2 separate regions of the Mus musculus genome follow, and region 2 is linked to region 1. A link is a contact called in public ChIA-PET data. All regions are on one chromosome and are shown on one strand. Each heading gives the region's core, a stretch centred on a gene start, on an enhancer-like site or on the middle of the called end of the contact. The rest is flanking DNA. Distances are from core to core; before and after follow the strand shown.

What was found. ChIA-PET counts read pairs in DNA pulled down with a chosen protein or histone mark.
Region 2: a contact with region 1 is called in an RNA polymerase II ChIA-PET map of memory CD8 T cells, with 1,028 read pairs. The contact joins the promoter of AI467606 here to the promoter of Zfp768 in region 1. A contact is called at or near these places in 1 of 39 promoter capture datasets (neutrophils), 1 of 484 Hi-C or Micro-C datasets (embryonic stem cells) and 1 of 115 datasets of contacts at active chromatin or transcription factors (memory CD8 T cells).

What each region holds. Positions count from the first base shown.
Region 1 is chr7:127,341,822-127,347,412 of GRCm38.p6, forward strand. Zfp768 (zinc finger protein 768) reads right to left here and starts at 3,493. Exons shown (of 2, transcript NM_146202.1): 1 at 3,328-3,493; 2 at 974-3,054. The coding sequence starts at 3,415. The coding sequence ends at 1,436.
Region 2 is chr7:127,089,002-127,094,592 of GRCm38.p6, forward strand. AI467606 (expressed sequence AI467606) reads left to right here and starts at 2,435. Exons shown (of 2, transcript NM_178901.3): 1 at 2,435-2,471; 2 at 3,168-5,048. The coding sequence starts at 3,254. The coding sequence ends at 3,931.

The DNA of each region.
Region 1 (5,591 bases), core at 2,243-4,742:
AGGTGACAAATGCCCATACTCTAGAATCCTCCATTCTCACCGATTATAAGTCTGCATCAGCCTGAGTCTGGAACTTGGATGGGAAAACGGGGTAGATGCAAGGTGGCCCCTTCAACTGATACACGGTACCAGGGAAAGCAGACCAACCATGCCCAGCTGGTCACACTGGCTGGTAAAGGGGCTGGAGAAGTGTTTCCATATTCTTGGTCAAACAAGTACCTGGCCTCCTCTTTGAGTGGAGCTGAAGTGCAGCTGCCTGCTCCAGTCTCAAGAGCCTAGACAGAAGATCTAGCCAGGTGGTGGTGGCGCACACCTTTAATCCCAGCACCTGGGAGGCAGGGGCAGGCGGATTTCTGAGTTCAAGGCCAGGCTGGTCTACAAAGTGAGTTCCAGGACAGCCAGGGCTACACAGAGAAACCCTGTCTCGAAAAACAAAAAAAAACAAAAACAAAAAAAAAATGGAGAGAGAGAGAGAGAGAGAGAAGAGAAGAGAAGAGGAGAGGAGAGGAGGGGAGGGGAGGGGAGGGGAGGGGAGGGGAGGGGAGGGGAGGGGAGAGGAGAGAAGAGATCAGATCTACTGATGATCTACTGGAGGTGCCTGGAAGTGCTAACTCAGGTACAGGGTGGGATTAAGCCAACACTCGATGGGGAGCAGTCACACCTAGGTATGAGCACCCCCATGTGGTTTTCTGACAGAAGCACAGACTTTTAGTTTAGGGAGAGCTGAGAAGTGTTTCACACCTCCTACAATCAGTCCCTTTGAGTCTGTGCAGCATGCAAAAGCACGTGAGCTTTGGTGCCCATGGGCAAATAAACCATTCTCTGAACTTCGAATGCGAAGATCTCACTAACCCACTGATCATAAAAGCACTTCTGGGGCAGTACCCTGGCAAGGCCTCAGCAGCTGCAGCTCTGACTGCTATCTCCCACTGCTCAGGGAACTGTCCACATACACATCTTAAGGACGAATCTCTTACCACATAAAAGGTTTATTGAACTCACAGGGCTCCAAAACCTGAGGAAGACAAGGCAGTTTACTCTGAGATCCAGACCCTACCCTTGGGCCTCACTCCCCACTGCCTACCCTTTGCCCTCTTCCTGGTTTCACAAGGGTCTCAGCAGCTACCAATCTAAGCTACCCTACTCTAACTGACACTCCCTTGCCCTCCCCCCTCCCCATCTAGTACTTTGCCAGAACAGGGCCTCCCAGATAAAGAGCTCACTGCTGCTGAGGCAGACTTGCTCCTGGTGCCTGTCTGGCCTCCCTCCAACCCCTCCATAGCCCAACTCTCATACTTCTTGAGGGCATGTGACTTCCTGCACCCTGACCCATCTTCTAGAATATTTCGTCCTTCTATTCTCCACCAGCTTTTCCTCTATCCATAAATTCCTTGACCCCATCTCTTCTGCACACCACCTCCCCACCCGTGACTGGTTAACGGCGGCCGGCTGCGTGGGTCCGCTGGTGGCGGATGAGGTCGGAGCTCTGCGAGAAGGCCTTTCCACAGTCATCACACTTATAAGGTCGCTCCCCACTATGCACGCGATGGTGCTGTAGCAGCGTGGAGGAGCGACAGAAGCCCTTGCCACACACAGCGCAGCGGTACGGCCTCTCGCCTGTGTGGGAACGCTGGTGCTGAATGAGTGTAGAGGAGCGGTTGAAGGTCTTGCCACAATCGGGGCAGCTGTACGTGCGGCCTGGCAGGTGGGTGCGGGCATGGATGGCCAGAACTGAGCTCTGGCCGAAGCGCTTGCCGCACTCTGGGCACTTGAAGGGCTTTTCACGGGCGTGGCTGCGGGCGTGGGGGATAAGTGCTGACCGTTGGGAGAAGCTTTTGCCACAGATGCCACAGCTGAAAGGCCGTTGCCCAGTGTGCACCCTTTGGTGACTGCGCAGGGACGAGTTCTGGCTATAGCACTTGCCACACTCGGGGCAGCTGTAGGGCCTCTCGTGGCTGTGGGTGCGCTGGTGTCGCAGGAGGTAGGAGCTGTCGCCAAAGGCCTTCCCACAGTGTGGACATTTGTAGGGCTTCTGGCCAGAGTGGGTACGCTGGTGGCGGAGTAGGTAAGAGCTATCAGCGAAGGCCTTGCCGCACCTGGGACACTTGTAGGGCCGCTCGCCTGTATGCGTGCGCTGGTGTTTGATGAGGTCAGAGCTCTGGGAAAAGGCCTTGCTGCAAACCTCACATTTGTAAGGCTTCTCGCCGGTATGGATGCGCTGGTGCTGGATCAGGGTCGAGCCTCGTCCAAAGCTCTTCCCGCAGATGCCACAGATGTTAGGTCGAGGGCCTTGCCCACCCCTGGCCCGGCCACCCCTACGGCCTGGCCCACGCAGGGTTCCTGTCAGATTCAGTGGATTCTGGAGCATCTCAAACTGGGGTGCAGCCAGCAGAGCCCCCGAAGGCATGTCAAATGGAGGCAGCGCTCCTGTGGGCTGCTCCCCAAACCCTTGAGTAAAGGAATCCAGGGGGTGGACTCCTAGGGAGATGCTCAAGGGATTCTTTTCCTCGGGGCTCAGAGGCATCTCTGCACCTTCCTGGAATTTGGAACTTTGAGTTTCAAACTCAGGGCTATGGGTTTTGAACTCAGAATTCTGAACGCCATCTCCAGAGTTCTGCGGTTCATACCCGGGGCTCTGAGATTCATACCCTGGACTTTGAGATTCAAATTCGGGGCTCTTTGAACCGTACCCAGGGCTTTTGGGTTCATACCTAGGACTCCCAGGTTCACAGCCAGGGCTCCTGGGATGGCAGCCAGGGCTTCGGGGCTCATACTTAGGACTCTGGGATTCAAACTCCGGGCTCTGAGGATCTGATTCAGGACTTCTGGGTGCAAACTCAGGGCTTGGGGGCACAAACCCAGGGCTTCGGGATTCAAACCCTGGGCTTTCAGGCTCAAACCTGGGGCTCTGGGATTCAAATTCTGGGCTTTGTGGCTCAAACTCTGGGCTTTGGGGTTCAAGCCCAAAAGGTATTTCTTCAACTTCATAGTCCCCATTGCCTTCTCGCTGAGAAATTTCCCCTTCTTCATTCTCACTTGTGTTGCCTGCAGGATCTGAGAATTACAGAAAATCCAGATTGAATGGGGGTCTGGAAGGTCATTGGGTCCATTAATTGTCCCAAAATTCTCTTCCCACTCCCCAAGCAGGGTCATTGGCCCCTACAAGTGAGGTGACAAAATGTACCACCTCCCCTCTAAAGACCCGGGGCACTCAGTCTCCACCCTCCACCCCACTTCCAAGTGTTTAAGATTCCGGCCTTATTTCCCTCCCGCAGGCCACAGCCCAGTTTTCTGGCACACTCCTAAGAGGCGCGGTCCTTCCCTCACCTTTGAGAGACCCTTCGGGGCTGCCCACTGCGTTGGGACTGTGCACATCCCGGGACTCCAGGCCCCACGACGACGCCTCCCGCTCCATCCCTGCCAGTTCCCAGTGCGGCGGCGGTGGCGATGGCGGACGATCCTACGACCCAGTTCGAGTGCCTGGAGCCCCGAGCCCTCGCCACCCGCGCGTTCAGAGCCTCCGAGGAGACCGGGCGGCCTGGCTTCGGCCGCGAAGGCCGGACGTCTTGACCCTGGGCCTCTCCGGCCCCGCCCCTGTCCGCTGCCCCGCCCCCCTCCCAAGGTCCCCGATTGTCTCGTGGCCCTCACCGGCCCCCGCGCGTCGTGGCCTCGGAGGTGAGGGGCGAGGCGACTCCTCCGGCCGTCCCCCAGCCACAACTCCCAGCCCGAGACCCTCTAGTCTCGGCCCCTAGCCCCGGCCGGGCTACTGCGCCCCTGCCCCCTCCCCCCGCACAGGAAGTGTCCGTCCCTGGCCAGTTCCCCCCGCTGGCTCGCGCCGCGGCCTCTCTAGGAGCGGCTGGAGGTGGAAACTCGTTGGCATTAACCCTGGACTGGATCTCCCGGGCCTCGGGGGGTGGGGGCGACCCGACGCCCCGGAGCCGGCGGGAAGGGCAACAGCAGTTTGTGTGTCTGTATCGCGGGTCTCGGCCTAACCGGGGACCTGTCTGCAGGTTTCTCCGACCATGTGCTGGCTACTGAGTGTGGCCAAGGGCGAAGCGGCAAGTGAGACCAAGGTCAGCGAGAAGGAGCGACGCTTCCCGGCGCCAGCGGGGGAGGCGGCTAGCTCCTCGCCTCAGCCTCGGGGCACTCGGACTGGCACCGGGAACGCGGACGGACGCCCGTTTGACCGCACAACCAGGCTCTGGAGCCCAGAGCCTGCTAGCCCGCCGAGCTACGACAGTGACACCCGCGCCCACTCCCCCCTCCCTCGCCCTCCCCTCCCCCTCCGCGATGCGGGCTCGTTGCCAGAGAAACAGCTCCGCCTCCGCGCCGCGAGGCACCGCCCACTCCTCCCAGGATTGGTTGTTGGGGCCGGCTGTCTCTGCTTCACCGTGGTCCCGGGGTCACCGTGGGTCCGGGCCGTGTAGAGCAGAGGGCGTTCAGGCCATTCTAACAGGATGCCCGGAATGCCTGCGGGAGTGAGAGAGGGAGGCGCCGGGCGTCTCCTCGCGAGCTCGGCCTGCGCTTTGTAAACTTTCCCCTGAGCCGTTTGTCCTGTATTAGGAAGAATGGAAGCCTAGGGCTCTTAGGGTAGACACCCTTCCTCCTCTGCTTTTCTCCCTTCTCGTTTCTTCTGCTCTCAGGTTTTACAGGTGCTGAGGGGCCACTCCAGAGATACTAACATAGGACGACCTTTAATTTCTTCCCTTTCCAAATCTTGTGTTTGATTCCTCGTTTCTTGATTTTCTCACAAGCGTGCGGGACAGTTCGGAGAGTGACACTGAAGAGTTCCAGAAGGGAAGGGGGAGGGGGAAGGGGAGAGAAGAGAAGAGAAGAGAAGAGAAGAAAAGAGAGGAGAAAAGAGAGAAGAGAAGAAGAGAAGAGAAGAGAAGAGAAGAGAAGAGAAGAGAAGAGAAGAGAAGAGAAGAGAAGAGAAAGAAGAGAAGAGAAAGAAGGAAGGTGGGCCAAACAGGCCCTTTTATAGCAAGCCAGACCTACCTGGCTGTTGCTAGGTAACTGTTGGGCGGAGCGTAGAAGGAATACCTGCAGATAGCCCTGGCCCCGCCCAGTCTGCGGGCCCTGTTCAGCCTTTCTCCCTGTCTCCCTGTGCTCTGCACTCTTCCAGATGGCTTTGGCTGTTCTCTCTCTCCTATCGACAATTAGAAATAAGATAAAGACTTTCCCCTAACTCTCGCATGGAACAGTCGTGTCGTCAGTATCATCTAATCTAATCTAATCTAATCTAATCATTTTCTACTCTTCTACTGAAGCAAGTTTGGTAGTCTTGACAGCTAACGAGCCAATTCGCTGCGCTCAGCTTCCTGCATACTATAATCAAGGGTTTTCACAGCCAGCAAGTTTGAAGATTCTGAAGACTCTGCTAAGCCTTTTGGGTGTCAGATGTCCAGATCTAGTAGTGATGTGTCTGTCCAGGAATGGTCTCTCTTTACCTCAGACTGGCCTTGACTTCTCTATGAACTGAGGATCCTCTTGTCCCCGTCTCCAGAGGACTGGGACTATATGTATGTGACACCATGCTCGGCCTTGTGAGTATGAGGCAAAGACTCCATCAACTGAGCTACACCCCTAGC
Region 2 (5,591 bases), core at 1,185-3,684, 250 kb before region 1:
AAGGGAGCGCAGCTCTCACAGCTGGCTGTACCTGTACCGGACCACTGATATCTTAAAATGAAAGCACTTTTTCTGTTAACAAGAGATGGGATGTAGGGGACAGGGGAATGAGAAGCTGCCAGGGAACCTGCTGTGCAGGCTACTGGGAGCGACAAACACTGGCAGGGAGGGGGAAAGGCTACAGAGGCTTCGACTTAACCACTTGACAGATGCCCGGTGCTTGCTGCACTGTCCGCCCGCCTGGCTCACGCCCCGGAAGTTCTTAGTCCGGCTCTGCAGGTGATCCCAGAACTCTTTTGAGCAGCCCAGGTCTCACGCTCCGGAGCAGGCCGGTCCTCGGGAAAACAGCGCTGAGTTGTTTTTTTCTTAACTATCACTGACAAATTCTGTCTCAACATCAGTCTAAGTCTACAGTCAGAGACAAAGGGTTGACACACACACAGTCTGTCCGGTAACAAAAACCACAACAGAAACAAGATAGCAACAGCGGGGGTGGGGGGGGTGGGGAGGGGTGGGGGGTACACGAGTATATCTAAGCACATTCATCCGCTCTTGGACTTGTATAACCAGCCAAACTCGACTTCCTCATGGGGTCGGATTCTGAGCAGGTGTACTGAGCAGGTGTACTGAGTAGGTGTACTGAGCAGGTGTACTGAGCAAGTGTACTGAGCAGGTGTACCGAGTAGGTGTACCGAGTAGATGTGCTGCCACAGCCCTATAACCCCAGCACCAGGAAGGTAGCCAGAAGACTGCCACAATTGGGAACCCACTGTAGTCTACGTAGAGCATTTTAAGCTAGAAATGATACATAGTGAAACCCTGTCTCAAAACAAATGAAAAACATGTATGTTGAAATGCTGGTGGTGAAGAATTGTGGCAAAATGCTTGCCTAGCATGAGCATGACCCATAAGCAAACAAACACCTCCGCCGCTGCCCCACCCCCCACCCTGGAAAAAAGAAAGAGAAGACAGAGGAGGGAACAAAGGCTGGGAGAAGGCTCAGTACAACACAACAGTGCTGATTGACAAACATGAGGGCCTGAGCTTAGACCTTAGCACACACTTCAAAACTATGGGCACCGCAAGCTCAGCTAAGTGCTCCTATTAGCTTAGCACTGGGGAAGGAAAGAGGGGGACAGGAGGAGAGGGGGAGAGGGTATAGGGGGAGAAGGGAGGAGGGGGACCGGGGGACAGGGAGAATGGGGAAGGGGAGAGGGAGAGGGAGTTCAGCAGTTAATTCGATGCTCTTGCAGAGCACCTAGGTTCAATTCCTAGCACTTACAAAGTGGCTCACAACTGTCTGTCAATCACTTCCAAGAGATCTGACATCCCCTTCTGGCCTCCTTGAACACGAGGCATGCTTGCGACCAAAATGCATACAGGTGAGCTAAACACACAAACACATAAAATAAAATAATAGGGTGGAAATCAATTAAGTAGACTCTGGTCTACACACACACACACACACACACACACACACGCAGACACTGCATGCACACCATGTAAAGGTATGATGGCCTAAACAACACCGGTAACAATTACTCTCATAGTGCTTACACCGTTAGGTATCAGAAGTAGTGGAGAGATGAGCCTGGGCACAGTGGCCTGGGACTGAAACCAACACTCAAAAGGCTTACGGGAGTGTGTATGTGTGTGTGTGGGGGGGGGGGGGGGATTCGGGGCCAACCTGGGCTACATCTTAAGTCCCTGTCTCAAACAAAACAAAAGTATGACACAGCTGGATGAAAAGGGTGCAGGGAGTAGACGGAAGGACAGGGACCCTCCAAGAAGCAGGCAGCAAGATACATCGCAGCGCTGTGGGAGCCCCTGAGCCGGTCTTTATAATCTTCCTCTCCCCTGGGTGAGCGAGCTGAGGTCTGGGCCTTGCCTGTAGGGTGAGAAGGTGAAGGCGCTGGGGTCTGGGCCTTGCCTGTAGGGTGAGAAGGTGAAGGCGCTGGGGTCTGGGCTTTGCCTGTTGGGTGAGATGGTGATCGCGCCTAGGCCTTGCCTATGGGGTGAGAAGGTGAAGGCGCTGGGGTCTGGGTCTTGCCTTTGGGGTGAGAAGGTGAAAGCGCTGGGGTCTGGGCCTTGCCTTTGGGGTGAGATGGTGAACGCGCTGGGGTCTGGGTCTTGCCTTTGGGGTGACAAGGTAAAGGCGCTGGGGTCTGGACCTTGCCTGTGGGGTGGGACTGACTGGAGCAAAGCAGCTGCTCATTCTGGCTCCACCTTACACAGGAAGTGGTTCTTCACCACACTGACCACATCCCCAGGTTGCCTTGGAAACACTCTGTGGGGGCAGGAAAAGTTGGGGCACAGTCGCCCAGCAACAGGTGGTAGCCTCCCTTCCGCCTTCTTCTGAGGCCAGCCCTCCAGGGCCTTTCAGATCGCTGCGCGCACACACACCCTCCCGGCATGCACTGGGAAGAAGGGCTCTGAAAACGGCGAAATCCAAGATTGAAGCAAGGTGACAGGTGAGGTGAGGGGTGCGGAAGCAACTGCAAATGGGGGACTGGTGGCAGAGATGTGGACAAATACCAACAAGGGAAGCAGACAGGCCAGTGATTGGGCAGAGCTGGGGAAGCTGGATAGGTGCCGGGCCACAGACCTGGTACAGCCAGATAGCACAACAGGGCCACCTCCAAGGAGAGCGGTTAGGTGGCTCAAAGAGTAGGTGCATATGGAAGGGAGGGGCCAGCAAGGGGTTTCTCTCTCATTCCAAGTCTCCTCACTTGAGACTGAGGCAAGACCTGAGAGCCCAGACCTTTGATCTGTCATCAGAGGTGGGGGGTGGGGCTGGAGGGGAAGTAAGGCCTGCGACTGTGCAGGGGAGCCTCAGCCAGCTCTGGCTTGTTCTCCGGCCTCTCCTGGTTTGCTCTTGACCTCTCTGGGACCCTTTGCTCCTCTCTAGTTTTGCCACCCATGCTCAATAAGCCAATTAGAAGAGCCGAATTAACAGTGGGTAGGGGTGGGGGTGGGAGCAGGAACGCAAGATGAGGGACAAAGAGATCCAGCACTCCCGACTCCCAATCTGTCTCTGAGGTTCTGAAGTAAAGTTACAGTTTAAAAAAAAGGCCAATGATGTGCAGTCCCAGTGACATGCAGTCTAAGCACTGTCTCATCCTGTGCCACGGTCAAGTTGTTAGAACCGTTGTTGAATCTCTTTCCAGGAAACGGGATATCCTCTGGTTGCTGTCCTTTCCTTCTCCCAGTGGAGACGTTCCTGACTGTTCTGAGTCCACACTGAGTCTCCCAGATGCCAGTGACGCCTCAGCAGCCCTCTGGGCACACGGAGGGGCTCCCTGAGCCTACAGCGGAGGCAGCAGTGTGGGTAGTAATCCCCTGTGGACCTTGTATTCCCATCATGCTGGGCCTGGCCTCTCTCACAGCCTTCTTCATCATAACTACTGCTGTACTGGCCGAACGCCTGTTCCGCCGCCCGCAACCAGACCCCAGCCAGCGTGCCCCCACCCTAGTCTGGCGCCCTGGAGGAGAACTGTGGATTGAGCCCACGAGCAGCGCCCGGGAGCGCTCTGAGGATTGGTACGGCTCCTCCATGCCTCTGCTGATGGACAGGGCTCCAGGTCCCCCAACACCCGGTGGCACCTTAGAGGGCAGAGCAACTGCTCCACCAGCCACTTCAGCCCCATACTCTTCCCTCAGTTCTCTAGTTCCTCAGACCCCACCAGAAGTCCCAGCCCAGAGCACCTTCTGGAGGCCTCAGACCCAAGAGGAGAGGCCCCATGACACAAGCCTGGTGAGCTGGGTTGGGTCTGAGCCCATGCCAGAGGCTGGCTTGCAGGTTGGGAGCCCCAGGCCTTGGAGGCCGAGGCAAGGGAGCCTGGAACCTGATTGGGGTCTCCAGCCTCGGGTCACCCTGGAGCAGATCTCAGCATTCTGGAAGAGGGAAGGCCGGACCAGCGTGGGCTTCTGAGTCTTCAGGACCTGTAAGACTAACTCCCACCTCAGAGGGACTACAGGGGTCAGCTCCAGCCTTAGGCCTGACCCTTGCGCTGGAAATTTTGTGTGGAAATTTCTGTCTTCTGCACCTGGCTGGTGGGCAGGCTAAGAGTGTGGACAGCCTGCACTCCAAGGCTTGCCTGAAGTTCAGCTTAGGTTAAAATGCCTAAGTCGTGACTCTGAGAATTGAAGGCAAGTCTAGCTGGCTACAGGCCAGAAGGCTTCAAGATGGCACGTCAGGGTACAAACTTACCTAAGACAGCCTATCCTGTATGGGATGCTGACCATCAGCCCAGAGCTGGTAGTTATGAGTGTCAGTCATGTGGTCTGGAGATGGCAAGAATCTTGCTCTCCAGAGCCACAAACCCTATCTGTGCCTGGCCACTCTCTCCCACCACTGTGAGGCCCTCCAGGAAAACACAGAGGACAAATCCAGGAGGTGTCTTTGATTCCGTACAAATAATGGCCTTGGCCACTAAACAGCAACATGGGATTTGATGGGCCACACTGGAGAGGCTGTCCTTGCCTGGAATTGGGACACAGAACCAAAACAGATCAGTAGGCTCCTCTGCCCCCTGACTTATGGCTGCACACATCCTACAGTACAGTTTTATTATTCTGTGTTAAGACAAGCATGGCCTATCGAGAACTGAGTTTGTTCCAATATGGGAATGAAGATTTTTTCCCAGAGAAAGGTCACTCCCCAAACATAGCCTCTGCCATCTTTCCCTCCAGCTTGCTGGAGTGGTCTAGAGAGGCAGGTTTGCTGTGGGGCAGACTTACTTACAGTGATCCATACCATAGAAACGGAGTCCCGAATACCCGTGTGCCCACCAGCTGACAACTTCTTTAGGAGAGGGGTTCGCAGTGGGGAAGATGGAGCTTTCGGCATCTGGAAATCTGACTTTCCAAACTTCAGTCAAGAGTATGACGATCCTGCCGTATGTTTACTTTTTGTTTCATTATTTACTTTATATTTTTACTTAAATCGGTTCACTGTATGCTTAATAAATTTGTTTTAAAGTGAATCCTTTTTGTATGACCTCTGTAAGTGGGAAATCAGTATTTCCAGTATTACTTGCCACAAGTTCAAAAAAAAAAAAAAAAAAAAAAAAAAAGCCAGGCCAGGCCTGCCAGTGGCTGAATCGCAGCACTCAGGAAGCTGAGAGCTGAGGCAGAGGGATCTAGGCTAACCAACACCAAATTGCAACCTGACTCAAAAGAAAACAGAAACACGAAAATAAATACAATGTAGACAATGAAGCCCTAAGGAAACAGTGTTGCCTACTGGAGACTTTGACCTCAAACTCTGCTCCTTGTTAAAAGAAAAGAGGATGAGCCAGAGGTGGTGGGACAAGCCTGAAATGTCAGCACTCGGGAGGCTGAGGTGGGAGATCCCAAGTTCAAGGCCAGCCTGGGCTACTTAGTAAGACTCTGTCAAAGGAAAGAAAGGATGAAAAAGTGTGAGGGAAAGGGGACGGAAGGGAGAGGATTTTGGATTGCAGCGTACACAGAGCTCAATAGGGAGGAATGAGTAAGAGCATAGATAATTAGACACATTAGCTGGGGAGAAGCATGGCTGTGATGAGCAGGGATGAGCATGCTCTAGCAGAAGATGCTGGGTCCTGTAACGC